Regions from separate parts of the Mus musculus genome. Here regions 2 and 3 are each linked to region 1. The links are chromatin contacts, called in public HiChIP or PLAC-seq maps. All regions are on one chromosome and are shown on one strand. The core of a region is the stretch at or near the end of the contact, and the rest is flanking DNA. Distances in the headings are between cores, read along the strand shown. Region 1 overlaps 9130015G15Rik (RIKEN cDNA 9130015G15 gene). Region 2 overlaps Gm32263 (a long non-coding RNA gene). Region 3 overlaps Csrp3 (cysteine and glycine-rich protein 3).

What was found. HiChIP or PLAC-seq counts read pairs in DNA pulled down with a chosen protein or histone mark.
Region 2: an H3K27ac HiChIP or PLAC-seq map of microglia shows a contact between it and region 1, with 8 times the contacts expected there. The contact joins two enhancer-like sites. A contact is called at or near these places in 3 of 39 promoter capture datasets (the 3T3-L1 cell line, embryonic stem cells and hippocampal neurons), 11 of 15 datasets of contacts at CTCF or cohesin (CD8 T cells, the NIH/3T3 cell line, embryonic stem cells and 5 more), 296 of 484 Hi-C or Micro-C datasets (the 3T3-L1 cell line, 3T3-L1-derived adipocytes, the 4T1 cell line and 152 more), 37 of 115 datasets of contacts at active chromatin or transcription factors (the 230-238 cell line, the HPC-7 cell line, T-cell acute lymphoblastic leukemia and 26 more) and 2 of 9 other capture datasets (embryonic tail and embryonic trunk).
Region 3: a contact with region 1 is called in an H3K27ac HiChIP or PLAC-seq map of stem cell-derived neural progenitor cells, with 4 times the contacts expected there. The contact joins two enhancer-like sites. A contact is called at or near these places in 13 of 39 promoter capture datasets (the 3T3-L1 cell line, the C10 cell line, the HPC-7 cell line and 11 more), 2 of 15 datasets of contacts at CTCF or cohesin (large pre-B cells and pro-B cells), 6 of 484 Hi-C or Micro-C datasets (the C10 cell line, the G1E-ER4 cell line, cerebellar granule neurons and 2 more), 6 of 115 datasets of contacts at active chromatin or transcription factors (cardiomyocytes, embryonic forebrain, embryonic midbrain and 3 more) and 4 of 9 other capture datasets (adipose tissue, liver, macrophages and 1 more).

Annotation. Positions count from the first base shown.
Region 1 is chr7:49,118,617-49,122,342 of GRCm38.p6, reverse strand. 9130015G15Rik (RIKEN cDNA 9130015G15 gene) reads left to right here. Exons shown (of 4, transcript NR_154465.1): 4 at 1-406. It also overlaps a transcript of Nav2 not described here. Among named protein-coding and RNA genes, the nearest start is that of 9130015G15Rik, 42 kb to the left of the region's middle. Within about 2 kb of position 2,047, at least 48 of the 459 cell types and tissues checked have an H3K27ac peak or open chromatin away from gene starts, as enhancers often do. A contact at or near this core is called in the G1E-ER4 cell line, microglia and stem cell-derived neural progenitor cells, where this site is marked.
Region 2 is chr7:48,756,224-48,759,949 of GRCm38.p6, reverse strand. Gm32263 (a long non-coding RNA gene) reads left to right here. Exons shown (of 3, transcript XR_391444.2): 2 at 1,588-1,712. Among named protein-coding and RNA genes, the nearest start is that of Gm45086, 9.9 kb to the right of the region's middle. Within about 2 kb of position 1,674, at least 8 of the 459 cell types and tissues checked have an H3K27ac peak or open chromatin away from gene starts, as enhancers often do. A contact at or near this core is called in microglia, where this site is marked.
Region 3 is chr7:48,833,220-48,836,945 of GRCm38.p6, reverse strand. Csrp3 (cysteine and glycine-rich protein 3) reads left to right here. Exons shown (of 6, transcript NM_001198841.1): 3 at 1,311-1,479; 4 at 3,075-3,207. Among named protein-coding and RNA genes, the nearest start is that of Csrp3, 13 kb to the left of the region's middle. Within about 2 kb of position 1,560, at least 28 of the 459 cell types and tissues checked have an H3K27ac peak or open chromatin away from gene starts, as enhancers often do. A contact at or near this core is called in the G1E-ER4 cell line and stem cell-derived neural progenitor cells, where this site is marked.

The sequences.
Region 1 (3,726 bases), core at 798-3,297:
GGATTAAGCCAGTCTCAGAAAGACAATGTTTTCTCTCTTACACGATTCCTAGATTTAATATAGATATGTAAAGCCATGCATGTATGTAATAAATGTAAAAGTGAAACTGTCTAGGGAGCAGGGGACCTAACTGAAAGGGGAAGAAGGGTGCAGGTGGGGGTGGGGAGGAATATACTCAATGCATATTACATATGTATGTGAAAATATCCATACCCAACAAGCGACAGGTGCAAAGTATAGACACAATGAAACAAATAACAATAAAATAAACTCAACAGGAAAACAGAATTCAGTTGTAATGCTCTGGAAAAACTGTTTCAAATTAGAATTTAAGATACATAGATACGCCTGGCAGTGGTGGTGCCGGGCGGTGGTGGTGCACGCCTTTAATCCCAGCACTTGGGAGGCAGAGACAGGCGGATTTTTCTGAGTTCAAGGCCAGCCTGGTCTACAAAGTGAGTTCCAGGACAGCCAAGACTATACAGAGAAACCCTGTCTGGAAAAACCAAAAAAAAAAAAAAAGGTACATAGATACATATTTTCTACAGAAAGGACCCTGAATGCAGACTAAAGATCAGTTTGTAGAAGGCACTAATCTCTTACTAGTGTCCCCCTCCCCTGCTCCTGATCAGCTACTTATTGTCACTTATTCTGACCTTGGAGGACAATGTTTTAAAACGAGAAAGACCTCTCAGAGGTTTTTAACATGAAATGTTCCATCCTCCTTTTTTACTACTGGAAAATAGTGGAAAACCTGACTCCCTTTGGATTCCTGTAGAGATTTTATCAGTTGGGCCTTGGAGTCGGCTCTGTACACCCACTGACTGGCTCAGCCTGCGCAGCCAGAAGGGGGCAGCACCACTCCGCAGAATTCCCTCCGGGCTTTGCTTTTCTGGTAAGTTCCCGCTGGCTGGCACCACACAGTCAGGTTGGCATGGCTTTCAACCTCCTGCCTTAGCATGCTGGAGGTGTATGTACCTTCGGGAGGGCGTGGCAAAACCAGCAGGCTAGACTCAATTTGCAGTGCCCGAGTGCACCTGAAATGTACTCTGGCATTTCAAGTAAAACTGTCAGGCTGTAGACGGAGGAGGCCACTTCAGCTTTGCTGGACACTTTACAGTCTGCTGAATGGCATCTTCTTCCGTCTCTCATCCTTGGGAGCTATGGGGAGCCAGTGTGTGTGTGTGTGAGTGTGTGTGTACACGTGCACGCGCACGCACGCACGCGCATAGGCATACACACATCAGTATGGACAAGCTGGAAGCTGTGAAGGAAGGCTTTCTCCTGGTGCTGACCCAGGGCAGAGAGCTGCGGGTGCAAAACTCTGTCTCCTGCTTCACCCTGATGAAGCTCTTACACTCTTCTGCCCTGGGGACGGGAGGTACCTAGGAGCCAGGCACATTGGATACCTAACCTTTCTATGGCTCTCAGCACCAACACCGTCACCTCCTATACCTTCTAGGGGCTGTCCCCTCCGCCATCCAGATGACACTGAGGGGGAGGTTTTCTTCAAACAGAAAAACAAAGCATGGAAGAAAATAAATGCACTTTATTCACTGCCCCCCGCAGCCCCCGCCCCCCAAAAAGAGAGCCTTGCATTGGGCAGGAGCTTCACGAGACAGGTGGCTTTCCTGGGTCCCTTCCAGTGATTCATGCAGTAGCAGAGACAGCCTTTCTTCTTCTTCTTTTTTTTTTTTTTAGACCAAGAGGCTTGTCCTGTCCCCACATAAATGTGTCCAGGAAGAGCACGTGACTACTATGCTGAATACACCGGCAGTACGACCTCAAAGCCTGTGTCTCTTCTCTTGTTTCCCCTCCCCTCCTCTCCTATTCTTTTCTTCCCTTTACCCACTCTCTGCTCTCGGTTTTTTGCTGGGCACGATGGACACAGAAAGAATCTCTCTGGCCACGTTCATTTCGCCGCCACGGGCAGGATGCTCTCGGCACCAACGCTCCCTTTACCCTGTTGCCCTGCCCCCATACACTCACGCTGCAGTGTTAACTCTAAAGAACTCGGAAATTCCTGGGTGGGCAGAACTGTGGCCTGGGAAACCGTCCTTCACAGACAGCGTTTTTTTCAAGAGAAAATGCCTCACTCACAGCCTGCCACTGGCCAATGAACGCGCCTCGGCTCTCAAACGCAGCGCTGAAACTGGCTTTTTTCCCCCCATTTCCTCTCCCAAATGCCAATGATATCTGTGAGCCTGAAAAATATACTGTTCTTCTTATCCTTCATGGCACAAAGCGGTTTCCTCTCAGCCCGTGATGAACAGATCTCTGGTCCAAATGGGATCCAGCCTAGGCAGCTCTGCTATGCCAGGGTGGCTCTGGGAGAGGCTGAGGGTGAGGAGGGAGTTCGGGGCCCATTGAGGGAGGTGTTGGTGCCTCTGCACTCCCAGACAGAATGGCACTGCCCCAGTTTTCTGGGGATTGTGTTCAAAGAGGGGCTAAGGGATGGCCTGAGCCCCCAGTGACTAGAAACTGTGAATTCCCAGTAGACACCCTGCACCCTCTGATGGTTCTATACATCCCTGGATTTCTTTCACTCTGGCTCTTGCCCTTTGGAGCCCCTGGGGTGGTGGTAGTGGGGCAAATGGCCACCCACTTTTTCTCTAACCCTTCTTGCCACCTGCTCCTTACAGGGTTCTGCCCTGTGTCCTGTGCTGCCTTCATCAAGATCTGGGCTGCTCTAACTCAGCCATAGGAGTAGGGCCCCTCATCAGTAATTCACTGGCCCCCTTCCTCCATAGGGTGGGGGACCCGAAAAACTCAGCAGCTTCTGAACTGTGGGGCAACAGAGTCCTGGATCATCATCCTTAGCAGAGGAGAGGAGAGGAGAAGAGAGGATGAGAGGGGAGAGGAGGGGGGAGAGGGGAGGAAGGGAGGGGAGAGAGAAAAAAAGCTAAGAAAGGCAATGACCACAATCCAGAACCATTCTAGAAGTTCAGTATACTTCAGGGGGGGGGGGAGGCATTGCTCTAAAGGATGGGTGTTTTCCCACCACTGCCTTCCTGCAGAAACAAAGGAAGCAGGACGTGGCTGGCTTCATAGACTCCTTCTTCACAGTTTCTCATTCTGTTTCGACAAGACAGCTGCTAAGGCTGCTATTCTTAAACCCTGTGTGCAACCTCTGAGTTCCTGTAGCCAACACACGAAGGAAGCTGTGAACGTGCACACCTGGTGGGCGGTGAGTCCCAGAGGGAGGGTGGGTGTGGAGCCGGGGAGCCAGGCGAATGCACCCAGGTGGCTCCTGGCCTGGGATTGCCACCTGAGGCCACAACCCAGCCAGGGGGGACTTGCATGGCGAGGGCATGACCTTTAGATGTCCACCTCTGGGGCATGTAGGAGAAACTCTAAGAAGGTTCCTATGGTCCTTACCCCTGTGGAGCTCAGAGCTTGGTTTACATAAATAGAGAACTTGATTGCAATTCCAAATAAGCCCATTGACCCCCTGCCCATGTTCTGATAGCAACTGTGGCAAGAACAGTGATAGAAGTGGGTAATCCTAATCTCAGAGAAGCCATGGGGCCATGTGGGAAGAAAGGAGCTTTATACAGGGCGCTTAAGGATGGGGTGCCTACAGATGGGGTGCCTGAAGATGAATCAGTGAATGGATGGTTAGGCAGTCTCAGCTCCCGAGCAGTAAGAGCTGTGTATTCAAATCTCCATTCCAGAATTTACTATGCACCCACCACATTGGCCCATTCAGTTGACCTCTGTGGGTCT
Region 2 (3,726 bases), core at 425-2,924, 360 kb after region 1:
AACACAGCCATCAGTCAGGGGTTGGACAAAGTTGCTTTTAAGTTTCCTTAAAATTCTGCGACCACCTTGTCATCGGGGCACAGAGCTTACAAGGAGATGATGGTAGACAACATAAACAGTGAGGTAGACCAGTACTCTCAGCATGTGCTCATCAACTTCACTAGTAACTGGTGAGAGAAGATGGGCCTTTTGAGACAAGACACCACTTGTTTTGTATGGCAGCCCTAGGAAGGAGTGACATATGTGGAGCGCCTTATGTGGGGTCATAGGGCTTCAGATCATTGTCTTGTAATTCTTATGTGATCTTAGGTACAACCCATCATCTCTGTGGGTTGCAAATTTCCTTTGAAAAGCAAGAATATGAACAGGGTGACTGGTATGTTTCTGGTTCTTGGGTATTGCAGAGCCATCGTGAAGGAATTAACACTCACCTCACCTCTGTGCCTCCCAGGCAGGTCCATGTTTAATGTAAATCACCCCAGTACAAGGAGAAAGACAGGTCCTTGTCAAGTCTCACCCATGTCACCAGAGAGTCACAGTGTCAGCACCAGCCCCAACAGGAAAACCACATGCCTGCCAATGACACCCAGACCCTCCTGTTTGGGCTACAGTATGAGAGGGTCATGCTTGGTAAAGAAAGGCTTAAGTCTGACTAAGTGCAGCTGACATCCTGGTGGCAGAGCTGATCCCGACTCAGCTCCAAGTTCTCAGTTCATAATTTGCCTTGCAATTTATCATCGAATATCCACATAGGATTATTGAGGTGACTGATCTTTGTCACTGAATCTGTCATGGCACATTAGTCATCTATTCATTCAACAATGTGCCTTGAACTTTTATATACACTGAATGTGTTATCTCGAATGGATGCATGGTTGAATGGATGATGGATGAGGAAGATCATTAGGAAGAAGCCGGGCAATGCTCTAGCAGACCCAGGATCCATCCCATAGCTTTATTCCACTGTTAGGCATAAAAGAAACTTACATTAAAGTGGTTTGTGAATGGATGAAAAGGAAATGTGTTAATCAAGTAACAGCTACAAAATTAGCACTAGTTTGCAAGAAGCCCCCTACTACCCTGAAGTTCTGCTTTCATTATCTTTAGGCTATCCCATCCAGTGGCCGAAGAGGTTCCGTGTTTGTACCCTTCTAGCTTGGTAACCTCAAAATAAAGATAGTTTTTTCCCCCCTTAGGAGTTCCCGAAAATTCTTCAAGAGGCTTCTTAATGGCCCAGCCTGTGCCACTTGCAAACAAATATTGTGGTTAGGAGGGGTTGGGTGCTGATTGGTTGGACTTGTGGTCCTTACTAATATACTCACAAAGTATAGAGAAAATTTCATGCACAATGACGCTCAGGGACCAAGCTTGAGTGCAGGGTGACTGGCAGAAAAGAAAAGAAAGGGCTGGACGCTGGGCAGGAACAACCCTTACATGTCCTTTCCTTGGACAGCTTTCTATCTGCTGCCCATTTGCTATTTGCATGTTTACAGCTCTCTCCCCTGTGTTCACTGCACAGCCCTCTAGTGATCTTAAGCCCCTCTGGGATGTGGAGGCTAGCTTCTTTTGCTCACTTGTGTCTTTCAGGTTACCAGCCTCAGGTCTGTCTGTTGGAGACCAGCTCAAAGTCCAGCCGAGGACTAAGGTGAAGTGAAACTGTTGTGGGGAGCCAGGCTAAACCACTGTCTCCTATATAGCTGACTAGCAAGGAGGTATGCTTCCCCATCCAGTCCCTCCTCCTGACAGTCCATGAACTAGCTCAGAAGGTGAACACTTCCAGGTGTAGGTCAATTCTTTTCTTTGAATGCCAAGGAAAGAAAAATTCAGGGACTGCAGCCACCTTCCTTACCCAACTCCTTATTTCTGGCATTAAAAAAAAATCAGCCTCTGCCTTTCACATCCACACAGAGAAGGGTGGGGCCTGACTAATGAATGTTTGAGAAGTCCTTTGAGATCTTAGATGAAAGGCACCTTGTAAAATACAATTAAAAATAATAGGGGTAATTATTAGCCAGGCTGGTCCCTGCAGGATAATTACAGAGCTTTTGCCTGGCAAATCTTGAATTCATGCAGAAAAACATGGGTTCGAGCAAGAAGACTGATTTGAGATTTGGGGTCTGCCGGCTTCAAAGATGGAGTCCTCTGGTTCCTTCTGAAATCTGAGAAGCATGTCAGCAGGTCAGAACTGAGACAGGACTTAGGGGTTGTTGTCTGGGCAACATATTTGAATGGCAGATGAAGCCACTGGGTCCCTGAGAGGAGATGTGATAGTTTCAAGCTACATACCAGGCATTGCAGGGCTGCATCTCTGGAGGTTCAGGCCTAGGTCATCTGAGTTCAGAGGTTTGTGTCACCACATCCTCTTCAGTCCTTGCCAACATGATCTTTTGGTGGCACCAAAGAGTCTTACCTGAAAGTCTCCAGAATGGAGCCCATGTCCTAGCTCTGATATGTGTGAAAGATGGTAGTTAGCCAGTCAGTTTCTGGTGCCACACTCCAATAATAATAACAGCTTCCCTGGGCTGCCATGAGGAGCTGAGGAGTGCTGTAAAGGGAAGGCTGCCTGGGACCTACTTGCTCACTCTACGCTGTTCTGAGTGTGGGCTTCTCTGAGATTAACCCATTGCTATTTTTTTCATGGCCACTCCATGCGTAGTGAACATCTGTCATGAGTCAAACATTGTGCTAGGCTCTCCAGGGCTGTGATTTCTTTCAGCTATCCCCAGCTTTCCCCAAGGTCAACTGTTCAAACTCAGGTTCAGGTTGATTAGTGAACTTGTCCAAGACCATGCAGCTGAGAGGGAGGCAGGGCTTGGACCTGGGTCATATGTCATACTGCTCTCTCTTGTGAAGTGAGACAGGCATTTGATTGTCATCCAACTAGAACCTCACAGGGGTTATCTGCTGGGGAAAACTGGGAGATAAGGTATGGTATTGGCCTATGAGGATGTCATCATTATTTAATTATTCTGACGGTCTGTTTTGATGAAAGAAGTTAAAAGACTCTCCCAAGAGGGGCTGTGAGTCCCCATCATTAGCTTTAGATTGAAGAATTTTAGATCAGAACCTAGAGAAAGGGTTTGGTGACTAAGAGCACTTTCTACTTTTTCAGAAGACCTAGGTTCAATCTCCAGTTATGGCACAGCAACTTACAGCCCTCTGTAACTCTAAGTCCAGGGATCTGGTGCCCTCTTCTGGATTCCGGAGACACCAAGAACACATATAGTGATATACATATATGCAAGCGAAACATTCATACATAGAAAATCAAAAAAAAATCATTAAAAAACAAAATCTAGATCAGAGTTTGAGAGGTAGCTTTGTTGCTAAAATTCTTGTTGTACAGGCATAAGGAACTAAATCCAGTTCCTAGTATCCTCATAGAAATCCAGGAGTGGTTGTACCTGTTTGTAATCCCAGCAGTATGGAAGTATGGAGAGTTGGCTCCCTGGGGCTCATCAGGCAACCAGCCAGCCTAGATAATTGGCTAGTTCCAAGTGACTAGATGGATGGATTCTGAAGATTAACACTCAAAGTTTACCTATGGCCTCCAAACACACAGATGCACATTTGCACACAAAATGAGCACGTGCGTGCACACATACACATACAACACACACACACACACACACACACACACACTCATGGTGGGGGGAGAAAATCTAGATGAGTTCCTTAGGAACCAAGAACCTCTGCATTGTTAGGGCCTTGACCCTCTACCAGCAT
Region 3 (3,726 bases), core at 311-2,810, 280 kb after region 1:
ATCTGCTTTTTACGCCCCAGTGTAAGACATTTCCCCTAAATTATTCTTCAAAGACAAATCCGTTCTTTATTCAAAGCATTTGAAAGTCTCTCATGCTATTGGAGACCCAACTGAACAACTTGATTTTTTTTTTTAGCAAAGAATTTTTGACCAGTAGGTACTTGAATAAATTCTCTCCCAGACTCCCCTCTTCAAAAGCTCCACAACCTTTAGCCTCTGGCCCATTCTACTTCATTGGGAACCTCAGCTTCTTCTTTTATTTCTGTTTCAATTGCACTATATATTTTTTAACAACAAAATACCACTTCAGGAATACATGCTTACCTGCGACGATCTCACCTGTGCCAGATTGCTTACAAAGATCACTTGGAGAAACTGTTGTTGTTGTTGTTGTTTTTTAAAGAAACAAATAAAAAGAATATACATGTCTTATTATTTCTGAGGTTATGATCCATTTAAAGAGTATTGCTATAAGCACTTAGCAGCCATTATTGCAAAGCACTACAGCGTTTTGTTGAGTCGTGGAAATTCTTTACACTTTACACTGTCTTGGTGTTGTGGTGGGTAAGAGGCTGTACATGTGGAGATTGTTTTCATGCTGTAGCCTCCTGGTCAGGGAACAAACAAGGGCTGCCTGTCAAGGGCTCAGGTAGAGACCTAAGTGAACATGAGCTGTTCAGGGAGGCTAGCTACAATCAGCTGTCCCAGAAATGAGTGGTTGAAAGGGGGATGCCAAGAAACAATGGGATCCCTGAGTTTGTGTGAGATTAGGAACAAGGAGCATTTCCAAATCCATGTATTCTTCATGTGTATTGTTAGATATTATTCAACGATTTAACATTTTTATTTACCTCCTTGAAAGTCCCACCCTCAGGATTGCTTATGTAACAGTGGGTATGCCTGAGGCCCTCAGTTAAATTCCAAACACCATATGTGCACACACACACATCACACACACACACACACACACACACACACACACACACACACACACACACACACACAAACTTTGGTCCTTACTTCCCATTCCCTGACACCATTCAGCATTGACTCATTGGCTGGTCAGGAGCACTGTGGCGAGCAGGTCCAAGACTACATACACGATTGCAGTGTTTTCTGCCCCCTTTCCAGCTGGGGATGCCAAACATCATAACTTGTCTCTTCTCTGAGTGTCAAAATGAGTGACTCAGGACAAATGCTCTGAACATTTCTGGAATCACAGATGTGTTCATGGCTTGGGGCTCTGTGCATCAGGTACAGAGAGAGAGATGGGGAGCTCACCTCTAACCCCCCCTTCCATTCCTCTGCAGTGGCCTGCAGGAAAGCTCTGGACAGCACCACAGTGGCAGCTCATGAGTCAGAGATCTACTGTAAGGTGTGCTATGGGCGCAGGTATGGCCCCAAGGGGATCGGGTTCGGACAAGGCGCTGGCTGCCTCAGCACAGACACTGGCGAGCATCTTGGCCTGCAGTTCCAACAGTAAGTTACTGCCATGCTTCTTCTTTCTCTGTGACTCTCAAATTATCAAGACAGTTCACTCTGTTCCCATAGCAACATTTTCTAGAAGTGGGAGAATGGACTCTATTGTTGATTCGCCAACAATAGGAACACTCACTCTGACCAAGTCCTAACAATGTGTTGTCTCTCTGAAGACTTTCTTTAAATTATCTGTCTTTCTAAAGGGCAATTACTTTTACATGGTGGTTCTTGGTTTGCATGTCAAGAGAGAACTAAGACTGTACAGATGTTTCATTATTTGGCCTTTGTAAACTGCACAGAGTCTCTTTGCTTCACCCTTGAGAGCTTCTGTGTAAATCACATAAATGCAGCAGGAAAGCAATGGCCATTCTCCGTGTGCTCGCCGTTAACGATTTCTTTCTTAGGCTGTAAGATGAGTAACGTCTGCAATGCGAGGGAAGGGTCTGGGGATGAGCCTCTGAAGGAAAGAATCAATTCTAATGCTTTTTGTGGGCCTTCTTGACTGCCCGCAGCCCATACAGTGCTGATGCTCCCCAACTCAATCCTAAGGGCTGGGAAATCACAAGGGCCATGGCCAGCTCAGTCTCCCCACCCCAAGCCCCAGTTTCATTGCTGATCACCATTGACCATGAGCCAGAATTGAAAACAGTCTGACAGTGGCTGAGCTACAGCTGCAGTCTGGCCAGCTGGTGTCTGTCTGGGCTTAGCTCTATGGTGGCTGGCCAGAAAGATTAGCTCACCTGTGTAAGTCCCTCAGAGAGCAGTCTGTTATTTGGTCCCTTAAGAACAGAGTCATCCACCATGGAGCCTGGAAAAGTTTAGGGACGTGTGTTCACTGTTAACTAGGGACACCCCTCCTTTATTTTTTCTCATTACTCACCATCCCAGCTGGAGACCTTTTGTTAAAGACTAGGACGTGATGCCAACTGCACTCTCTGTCTTGCATCATTTAAAGTCCATTTTCTGCCACTGGGAAAACAGGAAACCAGGGTTTCTTTCCAGCTCCACCAGCAGGAGATGCCGACTCTTATTATTGTCTGTCAGTCCCTCTTTCCTCACTATCCATATCCACTTCAAACACCAGTAAGGCTCAGGGGATACCAAGTATGAGGAAACATCGACGAGTACAGATGCACAGCACTGAGTCTTTCCTCTATTTTGGATACTGCTCTTAAGGGAGTAGGTGACGTTGGGATGAATGACAAGGGGTAAATTGTCATAATAGATAACAGATTTCACTACTCAGATAGTCAGCTGGTTTCATGATCATACAGAGAAATCTGAAGCAAAAATCAAACCAACAACAGCACAACAATAACAACACACGAACGTGTACAGAACACTCACCAAAGTGTGGAAGCAAAGGCGTAAAAGCTGACCCACATTTGCCCACCCACACCAACAGGAGCTGAGTTCAGTGCTTTAACACAGTCATCATACTTAACATGCTCAACAGCTGGGACAGGTCCCATGATTGCCCCCATTTTCCAGATGAAGAGAAAGAGGCAACACAGTAGAGTGAGGTACTCCACGCAAGACACAATTTTCAGAGTGTGTGCCAAGGGAAGTCTTCATTTAATTTATACTTCCACCAGATCCCCAAAGCCAGCTCGAGCAGCCACCACAAGCAACCCTTCCAAATTCTCTGCAAAGTTTGGAGAATCAGAGAAGTGCCCACGATGTGGAAAGTCGGTATACGCTGCTGAGAAGGTCATGGGAGGTGGCAAGGTGAGGTCACAGTGAGGATGTCTGGGTGAGCCAAATCCCAGATTCTCATCTCCACTGGATCTGTGGGAGAACTGAAAGTGGGAACTGTGGGTAGGTGCCAGACCCTTCATCTTCCTTAGCTCTCACAACCTGTTTAGAAACCATACATTTCCCAATTTTGTGACTGCTGCCCTTTAAGAACTACAACTAGTATACTTTGTCATCATAAGAATTAGTGTACTGGGGTGAAGGCATATAGTTATCCTCATGTGTACAAAGATGCGCATGTCCCTCTTCCTCCTCCCCTAATTCTGTGTCCACTCCCTCTGGAGGTGTCAGCTCTGGGACTCTATCAGCGCTGTCTACCTCAGCCTGATTCTGCTCTCACTCCAGTTTAGTCGTACATGTCCTGGCTTGCAGGAAAGTCATCAAACGTACACAGAAATGTGCCCTGCCCTGACGATTCTGTTCCAAGCCTGAAAGTCAGGGTGTTCACCAAAGAAACTGAACTGGGGGAGGGGGATGTGTATATTCTATATA